Regions from separate parts of the Mus musculus genome. Here all the other regions are linked to region 3. Evidence: chromatin contacts called from public HiChIP or PLAC-seq, capture Hi-C and promoter capture Hi-C data. All regions are on one chromosome and are shown on one strand. Each heading gives the region's core, a stretch centred on a gene start, on an enhancer-like site or on the middle of the called end of the contact. The rest is flanking DNA. Distances are from core to core; before and after follow the strand shown.

The links. Promoter capture Hi-C pulls out the DNA fragments that hold promoters and counts their contacts. HiChIP or PLAC-seq counts read pairs in DNA pulled down with a chosen protein or histone mark. Capture Hi-C pulls out chosen DNA fragments and counts their contacts.
Region 1: a contact with region 3 is called in a promoter capture Hi-C map of liver, with 2.8 times the contacts expected there. The contact joins the promoter of Mxra7 here to the promoter of Rnf157 in region 3. A contact is called at or near these places in 1 of 39 promoter capture datasets (liver), 1 of 115 datasets of contacts at active chromatin or transcription factors (embryonic stem cells) and 1 of 9 other capture datasets (adipose tissue).
Region 2: an H3K27ac HiChIP or PLAC-seq map of extraembryonic endoderm stem cells shows a contact between it and region 3, with 2.4 times the contacts expected there. The contact joins the promoter of Unk here to the promoter of Rnf157 in region 3. A contact is called at or near these places in 4 of 39 promoter capture datasets (the C10 cell line, cranial neural crest and pre-B cells), 1 of 15 datasets of contacts at CTCF or cohesin (the NIH/3T3 cell line), 3 of 484 Hi-C or Micro-C datasets (B cells, cortical neurons and epidermal suprabasal cells), 2 of 115 datasets of contacts at active chromatin or transcription factors (double positive thymocytes and extraembryonic endoderm stem cells) and 1 of 9 other capture datasets (macrophages).
Region 4: a contact with region 3 is called in a capture Hi-C map of embryonic stem cells, with 2.4 times the contacts expected there. The contact joins the promoter of Trim47 here to the promoter of Rnf157 in region 3. A contact is called at or near these places in 2 of 39 promoter capture datasets (the HPC-7 cell line and embryonic stem cells), 1 of 484 Hi-C or Micro-C datasets (embryonic stem cells), 4 of 115 datasets of contacts at active chromatin or transcription factors (the HPC-7 cell line, bone marrow-derived macrophages, embryonic stem cells and 1 more) and 2 of 9 other capture datasets (adipose tissue and embryonic stem cells).

Annotation. Positions count from the first base shown.
Region 1 is chr11:116,826,651-116,829,350 of GRCm38.p6, reverse strand. It overlaps Mxra7 (matrix-remodelling associated 7), which reads left to right and starts at 1,305. Exons shown (of 4, transcript NM_026280.3): 1 at 1,305-1,622. The coding sequence starts at 1,353.
Region 2 is chr11:116,028,936-116,031,635 of GRCm38.p6, reverse strand. Unk (unkempt family zinc finger) reads right to left here and starts at 1,320. Exons shown (of 16, transcript NM_172569.4): 1 at 1,145-1,320. The coding sequence starts at 1,248.
Region 3 is chr11:116,411,620-116,414,319 of GRCm38.p6, reverse strand. It overlaps Rnf157 (ring finger protein 157), which reads left to right and starts at 1,288. Exons shown (of 19, transcript NM_027258.1): 1 at 1,288-1,623. The coding sequence starts at 1,536.
Region 4 is chr11:116,108,893-116,111,592 of GRCm38.p6, reverse strand. Trim47 (tripartite motif-containing 47) reads left to right here and starts at 1,358. Exons shown (of 6, transcript NM_172570.5): 1 at 1,358-2,059. The coding sequence starts at 1,373.

The DNA.
Region 1 (2,700 bases), core at 56-2,555, 420 kb before region 3:
CATCAACTACCACTAAGAGGAGACACATCCCCCCTTAAGCCCAGAGGCTGTGGTTATAGGATTGGGCCCTTCCCGCTGCTGACAGGGGATCCTCCTGTCATGGCTGGAGCTCACAAGTGAGATGGTGCTGTTTCTTCCCAGTAAGATAGTCACTCTCCCTGGTAGGATGTGGCTCCTACCGTGGTAGAGCACTTACCATTGTATGTGTAAGTATGTTGGTAGGCTTAGGATTCCTTCCCCTCTGCCACATGTCAAGAACAAAACAACTCTGGTCTAGCATCTAGCCAAAGCTGGAGCCCCGTTTTGTTGTGTGAGCTGAGACTGCTCAGGTTGGTCTACTGGGCTTTCTAAATAGCTGGGAAGCCCAACCCCTTTCTGTTCTTTTGAGACAGGGTCTCATGTAGCTCAGGCTGAAACGGGACTCACTATGTAACCCTGACAGGCTTTGAATGAATTCTACCTCCACCTCCTGAATGCTGGGGTTACAGGCACCTGTTAAGCCCAGTTGCTTTCTGTTGTTCTTTGTTTCTGACAAACTTTGCCCTGTATTTATTCAAAGTAACTAAAAGGCGGATGGGGTGTGCTAGGGAGGTAGACAGTTGCTACAGTGTGTTTTACACTTTAACCAATAGAGAGAGCAGTGGGAAAGATACAGAAAAACAAAACCAGCCTTCTTAACACCATCTTCACAGCTGTGAGCTCCAGCCAGCAGCAGGAAGAGCCCAATCCTATCCCCACAGCCTCTGGGCTGGAGGGGATGTGTCTCTTCTCAGTGGTGGTTAACGGAAACTTGTGAATGCTGCAACTGCGGGCCATGCTGCCAACCTCTCATCTCTTTCCGCCATGTCTCATAGGCAGTCTAGACAGCCTGGGGCTTGCTTGTGTAAAGCAGGCTGTATTTGAACGCACATAGACCCATCCGTCTCTGCCTCTGGAGTTCTGGGATTTGTTATCAAAGGCAAGAGCCACCATGTCCCTAGTAGAAACTTAAGAGTTCTTTGGAAGGGCTGGTGAGATGGCTCAGCGGTTAAGAGCGCTTCCATAGGTCCTGAGTTCCAATCCCAGCAACCACATGGTGGCTCACAACCATCCGTAACGAAATCTGATGCTCTCTTCTGTTTGCACTACCATCTCTAAATGAACTTCTGTAGGGCAGAAATGCACTGAAGCCTGAGCTGAGATGGTGCCCCAGAGCGAGCTTTTCAGCGCCTCCCAAGGTCCGAACTCCGAATCACTCCAGGGCGCGAGGGGCGTGGGCTTGACGAAACTCCGCCCCTGGGCGTGGCCTGGCGGCGGGGCGCGGCGGGTTCCCTCGGGGTCCGGGCTGGCGGCCACTCGGCGGCCACGGCGCGATGGAGTCGCCGGTCGAGCTGCTGGCCGCGCTACCCGCGCTGGTCACGGCGCTGGCGCTGCTGCTCGCCTGGCTGCTGCTGCGGCGTGGGGCGGCCCGGGTCCCGGCCCCGGAGAGCACCGCCTCGGACGAGGCCCCCGGGGCTCCTGCGCCGCCTGAACCTCCAGAGTCTTGCGCCCCGGAGCCTGCACCGGAGGGACCGAGCCAGTCCGAGCGCGTGGCGGAGCCGGAGGAGTCCGAGGCGGAGGAGCCAGCGGCCGAGGGGAGGCAGGTACGCTCCGAGATCGCCGTGGGGTCCCCGGGAGGGCGCCTACGAGCCTGCTGGCTGGACCTGCCCAGGAAGGGCCGAGCTAGTGGCCGGCAGGAAAGGAGGGTTCCTGGGGCTGGGACGCTCCATCCTCCCCCAAAGTGCCTCCAAGTGCCTTGCTTTGGAGCTGTCCTCCCTTCCTCCCCGTCCTGGCCGTCCCGGGCCTTTCAAGGCCCTTGACACTCTGCCCTGCAGCACCCTCCTCTTGCCTGGCTTCTGCCCACCCTTGCCTAAATCCACAAACACGTGTCCTACTTCAAGGTCTGAATTAAAGTGAGCTCTCTCTTGACAACACAGTACTTTGGGGTGGGATGTGCAAGAAGAGAAGTTGCCTGTCTTTTAGGTCAACTCGAATCCAGATTCCAGAGTCAGTGTGGGCGTTTTGTGAGGCTGGAAGGACGGGACTGAGGAAGGCACTTACTGGGACCATGGTATTGTAGCTTTCAAACTGCTTGTAGGCGTTGACACCTCCTCACCCCCCCACCCCCTGCGTTGGGATGAGCCCAGCTTATATGAAACAAAAGGTGCAAGAGGAGGCCCTGACCATCGCAGTTGATACCCCCAAACTACCTTGCCCACCTCCTAGGAGCTATCAGCTGACCAGTCTTCAGGGTACCCCTCACGCGTTCAGTCTCTGAGATGCATCTTTGCAGATTGGATCCGTGCTTGCCCGGGATACTGGGATGTCACAGTGCCAGGCCAGGCCACATGCTCTGGTCTCTGGTCAGATTTCAATACTTTGTTCTTGGGTGGCAGGATGGTTAGGAAGCCGTGGGCTAGCATAGTGGAAGCTGTGGGCAAGCCGTGGGCTAGCCGCCGTGGGCAAGCTGTTGGCTCTCTGCAGCCGCCTCCTTCCCTTGCTGGATACAATGGTTTACCCTGGAGTGAAGCTCTTGGGACAGGAGAGGCGGCAATGAGACTGGGCTCAGGCCTTTCTCTGCTGAGTCTGCCAGACTCCCTACTAGCAGGCTCTTTGCTTGACAAGTGGGTGACTAATTGTGTCATTAGAGTGGCTTCTAACTAGCCCTGAATAGGAGAACTA
Region 2 (2,700 bases), core at 71-2,570, 380 kb after region 3:
GTGACCAGATAAGTGATGTTATTCTGATGTTAGACCTTCTTATCAAAAGCAATGGCAAGGTTGCAGAGTGAGAGAGAACTCCAGTAAGAAAGGACCAACTGATGACCACCATACTTGAAAGGCTAACCTGAGTTACAGTCAAGTTTGGATGACGTCAGCCAACACTAGTCATTTGAAGAAACCAATACATTTTCTATAACCAATGTTCCCCTGTCCCAACTCCCAAAAGTGTTGAACCAGAGCTGCTTCTGCCTGACTTTAGTTCGGATGCTGCCAGCTCCTGGCTGGACGCTGGAGTGTTGTTCAATCTCTCGGGTTCTGACATTTCCACAGGTTGGGATCTCCTAAACTGGCCCATCACTCAGGCACCCAGTAGGGACACTCCTGGCACACAGCAGGGAACGGAAACCAACAGGGCTTTACAAGAGGAACTACAGCATTGGCCTTTGTCTCACAGAACCTAGGCCTACTGTGACATGACAGCAAGGAAGGCAGGGACCTAAGCTTGTACACATGCAGTTTTTACATTGTGGCAATCTCATTTAGGCCAGTTACGATGAGGCTCCCTTGCCTGCCCGATGCTGAAGGGGTCTGCAACCATTAACACCCCGGATGTCGCTGACTCAAGCTAGACAGTACAGCCTGCACGGAGTGAGCCCATTTCTGCACGTTTGACTGTTTAAGGGAATTCAAGCATGGGTGATCCTCGTGGACAATCTAACAGGCCTTAAAGATACAAAAGGCCTCCGGTGCACAGAGTCTCCTCCCGAGACTTCAAGCAAACAGTCATTTCTAGACAGGTCTCGTGCTGGTTGGTACAGACTTCCACTTGTCATGTCGTGGACTTGTCGGGTTTTATGTCTGAGACCGTCAGGCCTCTGAGGCCTGGCCTGAGAAGTGTGGATTCGGGACCCGCGCTCCTGCCTTTCCGACTCGGAGGCTGGGACCGAGTTTCCCGCCCCACTGCCCGACCAGAGGTTGGTGACAGTTGAAGTAAGCTGGGACCGGTCCCAGCAGGTTGGAACCGGTCTGGGCCGAGCCGGAGGAAGGGGGGGGGGGACAGCCTCGCGCTCTCCCTGCGCGCGTGACTCACGCTGGCCGCTGACGTCAGGCGTGCGCGCGCGGCGGGGGGGGCTCTACGTACGTGTAGTGCTGCGGTTTCTCGGGCTGTGCCTGCAGCACCTGAGCGGTAGCGGCCGGGGGCGCCGAGGAAGCTGCCGAGCCGCCGGGCCCGGGGCCCTTCGACATGGTCCTGTCTTCCTGCCTCTTCGCCGCTCCCCTTTTATTATTCAGTCTGCGCGGTCCGCGCCGAAGACCCACAGCGCCTGCGCCGCGCCACGAGAACGTGAAGACCCCCCGCACAGCAGCAAAGGTTGCTGGGAGTTGTGGTCCTCCTTTCCGGTGAAATTTTACCGTTGGCACAGTGTCGCTGCTAAAGTGCAAGACCACAATACCCAGAGATCTTTGCGGACGGTGTCCCGGATGCTGAGGATCCGCAATGCCTTGTGGTAATTGTAGTCTAGTCACTCTTAACTATTACCTGAGCATTGTCAGTGTGGTCGGAGGTGAACTCTACCTTTAAACTGGATCCTCCGGAGAGCAAGGAACCAGTTAGGGAGGCCTGAAACAACTCCACGGAGAATGTTCCAAATGCAGTGCAGTAATTGCCTTGCCTCCCTACCAGTACAGTTGGCGCACCGTTTCTAAAGTCAGTCTAGAGCATTGCCTCGGAGCCAGCAAGCTAGTCAGCCAATATTTTCATAATATAGTAACCTGTAAATCACCAGAGAAAGTATGCAGGCTAGCAGACAGTTTGAAGAAGCTTTTTATTGTTGTTGCTTTGTTTTGTTTTTAAAAATTACAATACACCATATTGTTCCTGGGCATCATTAACATTTATCAACCCTGAAACCTGGAACCCCTCCACTTGGGCTCCTTCTGAACTCAGTGGTTGGCCCAAATACCTTGTTTCCAGTAGGTTAAGGTCCAAGGGAGAACCTAATCTCTATCTAGAGTAGTCTCTTAGGCACTTTGGTAAATTGTTGAGAAGTATAGTGATAGACTACATGAGAAGGGCCAGGGGCTGAGGAAAAAAAAATGTTCTAGTCCATTCTAGTTCCCTTTTCTGGAAAAAAACCTTTCTGTTCCGGGGAAATGCAAGGCAATTGCCTCACATTTAGGAATATGGTTTTATGAAATGACTTTCTACAGGCTGGATATAGGGGTACATCCTGAGGGAGGAAAGTCACAAGTTCCAGGCCAAGCTAGGCTATGTACTAAAACCCTATCTCAAAAACCAACACGGTGGCATGTATCTCGGTCCCAGCACTCAGGAAGCAACGGAAGGTGGATCTCTGAATTCAAAGCCTGGTGGCATCCGTTGGTAGTTCTAGGTCAGCCAGAGCTGTCAGTCTGTCTAAAAACCCGAACAAGAACAACCAAACAACAACAGGTTGGAGATGAGTAGGGGTAAAGGTGCTTGCTTCCCTAGGCTGCAAACCCAAGTGGGATCTCTGGGACTGATGTACAGGTGGTAGGAGAGAACCCACTCCACGAATAATAATAAAATAATAAAAATGTCCATCATAGATATGTAATACTTCCCATTTGACCTTGTTTTCTATGTTCAATCTATATCAAATTCTTTTTTATTTTTGGTTTGTGAGTACATGTTTGTGGTTTTGAGGCAGGATCTTACTT
Region 3 (2,700 bases), core at 39-2,538:
GAATCCACACAGTTGAAGAGAAAACACTTCTGCAAGTTGTCCTTTGACCTCTAAAATCACCTGGCGATACAGGAGAGGAACCCCCCCCTGCCAACACACAAATAAAATGTTAACATCAACAACAAAACTTAAACCACACCAACCCCTGCAAACCACACACACACACACACACACACACACACACACACACACGGGGGGGGGCGGGGGGGTGAGAGAAGAGAAGAGAAGAGAAGAGAAGAGAAGAGAAGAGAAGAGAAGAGATCAGGAGACAGACAGATCTACAAAACAGTTTTACAAACCTAAAGAAGGGAATCAGTCACCCCAAACTACTGTGTATGTTGTTGAAAGTTGACGTCATGCTGAAACAGTTCGGAACCTTGATCAGTCTCCCCCCAGAGAAACAAAAACAAAACAAAAAAATCCCCAAAACCTCATCATACCCACAAATACATAAATGTCTGTAATTAACTGAGCAATGACGTCTTCTGCCTGCCCACTGTGTGTGTGTGTGTGTGTGTGTGTGTGTGTGTGTGTGTGTGTAGGGAAGTCCTAGATCTGCCCTATCAAATTCCCTTTTTGATTCGAGGACTGTTCACTGATAGGCCACACAAGGCTCTTTCCAGTGTCTCCAGAGAACAGTTCACAAGGGACAGGCTCAGAGTGACTATCTTGAGTTAATGCCTACCAATCCAAACCCTAAAGGCTACCCGAGCTGTCCCAGGAAGGAGGTTACAAACAGCATTTACGGAGGGATGGCCACATCTTAGCTGACCATCCCAACATCCCCTATGCAGTCTTGGTGACATTTGGGATGTGAGGTTGGCAGAGCACTTGGGGTTCAGGCGGTAGGGGCATGAGGGATGTGGATGCTCGCCCCTGGGCTATGACCTCGACAGACGCGGAGGAGGCGGGGCTCTGGCTGCCAGGGCGGGGCGGCTCGCTGTGGGATTCAGGGACAAAGACGCGCGAGCTCGAGGCAGGCCTCCCCGGTGCCACGGGGGAGGCGCACCCGGAGCAATAATCCCACCGGGACACCGCTCGGGTGCGGCGGGGACCATGCTTCTTCCACCCGCCGTGGCCGAGCAGCTCCGGGAGACTCAGACCCTTGCCCGTCGCTGCCGCCGAGCCCCAGGCCGCATCCGCGCCGCAACCTCCGCGCGAAGCACGCGCCGCGGGCGCCCACCGCAGCTCGTTTCCTATTGGCTGGCCGGCCCGCGGGCGCTCCCGCCCCGCCGTCCCATTGGCTGAGGCCGCCGCGGTCCCCCCGCGCGCTAGCCGCCGCTGACATCACGCGGTCTGAGGCGGCGGCGGCGCCCCCGGGCTCAGCCCCGCAGCCCCCTCAGGCAGAGGCGCCGCCGCGGTGCCCGGCGGAGGATGGTGCGCGCCGTGCGGGCCGCTCCCCGCAGCCTCAGCCGCAGCAGCGCCTCAGCCGAGCGGGCCGCGGCGGGCAGCCGACCCCCGCACCGGGCGTGCGGCCGGCCGGCGCGCTGAGGCTCGGACGCCGGAGCCCGGGCGACGCCGCGATCGCAGCGGCCATGGGGGCCCTGACGAGCCGGCAGCACGCGGGCGTGGAGGAGGTGGACATCCCGTCCAATTCCGTGTACCGCTACCCGCCCAAGTCCGGTGAGGGCCGGGCGCGCGCCACGGGCCGGGCGGAGGGGAGGCCGCGCGTCGGATGCTGCGGGCGGGCAACGCGGTGGCCCGGGCGGCCCCGAGTCGGCCGCGGAGCGGGGGAGGTCTTCGGGATGCAGGGCGGGGGGCGCTCCCCATCCCGGGCCTCGGCGACGCCACGCGGAGGACTGCAGGTGCCTGCAGGGTCACCGAGGTCACCGCTCGCGTCCTCCGTGGTAATCTGCTCTGCGACAGGGACGCGCGCCGCCGGGGATGCGGCGTTGCAGCGGCTGCGGGTTGGAGAGGCATCCCTGACAGGCACCTGTGCCAGGTGTTGTCCCCGGGCTGTCGCATCCATGTCCCTTGGGACAGCTAGAAGTGCGTTTCTGCGAGCGTGAGGAGTAGTGCGGGAGGACGAACTTGCTTAAGCAGTTCTTCGCTTTTCTGGAGACTATCAGGGCGGGGATTGGGGGAGAAACTAAGTTAACAGAGATGTGTAGGAATCTGACAAGAGTCACTTGGATTGCCCCTTTCCTAGTTTCTGTCAAGGAGATGGCTGGAGACAGAGCAAAAGTGTTTTCTGTCGTACACTGTCACTTGAAACAGTCAATGCCTCCATCAGCATCAGCATTGCAGGAGAGTTTTGACAGCAGATGAGAAAGTAGTCCACTTGAGTGAGGACTGCTGTTCAAGCTGCTGGCGAGTGACCCAGCTACATGTCCTTTATCATCACCTTTATCTAAAAAAAATTTTTTTTTGCTTGCTGATCTCAAGACCCCCGGGACTCGTGTCTACCACCTTCCCTCTGGCTTGAGGACCTGGTGTGGATTTTGATGCGGGAGTAGTGAGTGAGGTGTCAGAATTGGACAGGGTCCCATTCTCTCTTGGTAGAATAAAGACATGCTAATGAGTCGAGCTGATTTCTCAGCAGTACATCCAGTTTCTGCCAGGTGGAAGCTGGGACCAGACAATGAACCTGCCTCCCTGCGGAGTGAGTGCCAGTAGCTCCCTGTCTTGCTGCTTTTGTGCCAGAGAATGAGTCCTAGCAGAAATGAGTGAGAACCACTTTAGAGAGGTCTGACATTAAGC
Region 4 (2,700 bases), core at 109-2,608, 300 kb after region 3:
GAGCCTACAGGAATTATTTGGGATTCTGCTGATAGTTACAGGTAACTATCACATGGGCACATGGATGCTTATTTTTTTATCGAGGGTTGTAACAACACTATTCCACCCACTTTGTTTATTCGTTTGGTTTTGGACACCATGCTCAGCCTTTAACCAGGGGCTAGAATCTAACTCAGGCCCTTACACTTTACCAACTGTGGGCTCCACTCTATAATAATAATAATAATAACAATAATAAGGGCCTGGAGAGATGGCTCAACGGTTAGGAGCACTGACCACATGGTAGCTCACAACCATCTGTAATGGGATCCAGCGCCCTCTTCTGGTGTGTCTGAAGACAGCAACAGTGTGCGCATATAAAATAACTACTAAAATAATTTTGACAATTTGATTCTACATAGTTTAAAGCTTAACATTATTGCATTATTACAATGTCAGTTTACCCGACATGGTGGCCTGCACCTGGAATCTCAATACTGGAGAAGTGGAGGCATGGGAATCAAGGCCAACATAAGCTCTGGGCTAACCAAGGCTATGTAAGAAAGACCTATCCCAGAAACAACACGAAGAAGCCATAAGCCTGTGATCCCAGCACTCAGGAGGCTGAGGCAGGAGGATGAAGAGTTCTAGGTCACTCTGGGCTACATACAGAGACTAAATCTCAAGCACAAGTCCTTGCAACTAGACGCACTGTTCTAAATGCATAGTTGGGCAGGCCTTAACCAGTGTCTCCTTTTGGGGAACTACAGGCACCCGCGAGTATCCATGAACGGAAGTAAATTCCTCAGACAAGGGATTTGTCAAGTGATGTCAGCTTCCCATTTCAGATCTAGACAAGGCTAAGTTCCCCAGCGCGGGTAAACACAGTCGCTAAGAGGTCAAAACAGACACATACCAGCAGTAAGTTTTTCTGTATGTCAGCAACTCAGGGAACTTGGCTAACTGTACCTGGGAGGGGTCTGGAGGGAAAGGCGCTGGCTACATGGCTGTGCACGCCCACCATGGCACCTGGCTGACCAGGATAGAGGATGGAGGATCGAATGTCCTCTCAGCCTCCTCCCCATGAATCCCCTCACATTCTCGCTCCGGGTCCTCTCCTTTTCACAATCCTCTGGCAGTCCCACCGCCTCCGCCCACGCTGGGTAGAAGTCTCAAGAGGGTCGTGCTCCCCTGGAGGGCTGGCCGGCCTCGCGGCGTCTGCTGACCGGTGGGTGCGGCGGTGGCGAGCCGCGCTGGGGCGAGCAGAGCTGCGGAGGGGTAGGAGGGGGCCGGACCCTTGGCCAGGGTCCCAAGGGGCGGTGCCGGGCGCGAACCGTCCCAGGTCCCTCCCAGGCGGGAGCAGCACAGGCGGTGCCCGGGTAGCGGCGGAGCCATGGACGGCAGCGGGCCTTTCAGCTGCCCCATCTGCCTGGAACCGCTCCGGGAGCCGGTGACACTACCCTGCGGCCACAACTTCTGCCTCGCTTGCCTGGGCGCTCTCTGGCCGCACCGGAGCGCGGGCGGCACCGGTGGTTCCGGAGGTCCAGCTCGCTGTCCACTTTGTCAGGAGCCTTTCCCCGACGGCCTGCAGCTCCGCAAGAACCACACGCTGTCCGAGTTGCTGCAGCTCCGCCAGGGCTCGGTCCCGGGACCCATGTCCGCCCCGGCTTCAGGATCGACCCGGGGCGCCACGCCCGAGCCCTCCGCGCCCAGCGCACCACCTCCGGCTCCGGAACCATCGGCTCCCTGCGCGCCGGAGCAGTGGCCCGCGGGTGAGGAGCCGGTGCGCTGCGACGCGTGCCCCGAGGGCGCCGCCCTGCCCGCCGCGCTCTCTTGCCTCTCCTGCCTCGCCTCCTTCTGCTCCGCGCATCTGGCCCCCCACGAACGCAGCCCCGCCCTGCGCGGCCACCGCCTGGTGCCCCCGCTGCGCCGACTTGAGGAGAGCCTGTGTCCGCGCCACCTGCGGCCTCTGGAGCGCTACTGTCGCGTGGAGCGTGTGTGCCTTTGCGAGGCCTGTGCCACTCAGGACCATCGCGGCCACGAGCTCGTGCCGCTGGAGCAGGAGCGCGCGCTTCAGGAGGTGGGGCACCTTGAGTCGACACGTGGAGATGGGTGACAGGAGGGACACTAGAGCTATTTAGTCCCTCACTCTTATCCGGGTGTGTCTGTTATATATTTGTTTTATCATTATGGCTGTGCACATGGAGATGAAGGAAGCAACTTTGTGGGGTTGGTTCTCTCCTCCTGCCTTTACATGGGCTTCATCTCTCTGACTCAATAGGCTCTGCCTTAGTTTCCTCCTCTAGCCTGAGAATCTTTGCAACCTCTTCCGGTCTACACTGTCATTTGCTGGGGCTGGTGTGGATGGAAAGAGAGTCGGGAGGGACTAGTAAGATGAAAGAGTGGCAAAAAGCCGAGAGAGAGAGAGAGAGAGAGAGAGAGAGAGAGAGAGAGAGAGAGAGAGAGCGCTTTAGCTAGATTAGTGTAAGTGTAAAGCGAGAGAGGGATCCGCATTAGGCCCTCAGAAGCCGTGGGGGTCAGGAGTCGCTGGGTGCGGGCGGGGCCCCGTAGCTGATGCCCTCTTCAATTCAGATTCGTCCTGAATTGAGTCAGCCACTTTGTATGGGTGTGGCGGGCACCAGGAGAGCGACGGAGTTTGGGCTGGTCACACAGATCTCCTCTGTCCGAATGCTCTGGGGCCGTGGGGAGCATGTGCCCAGT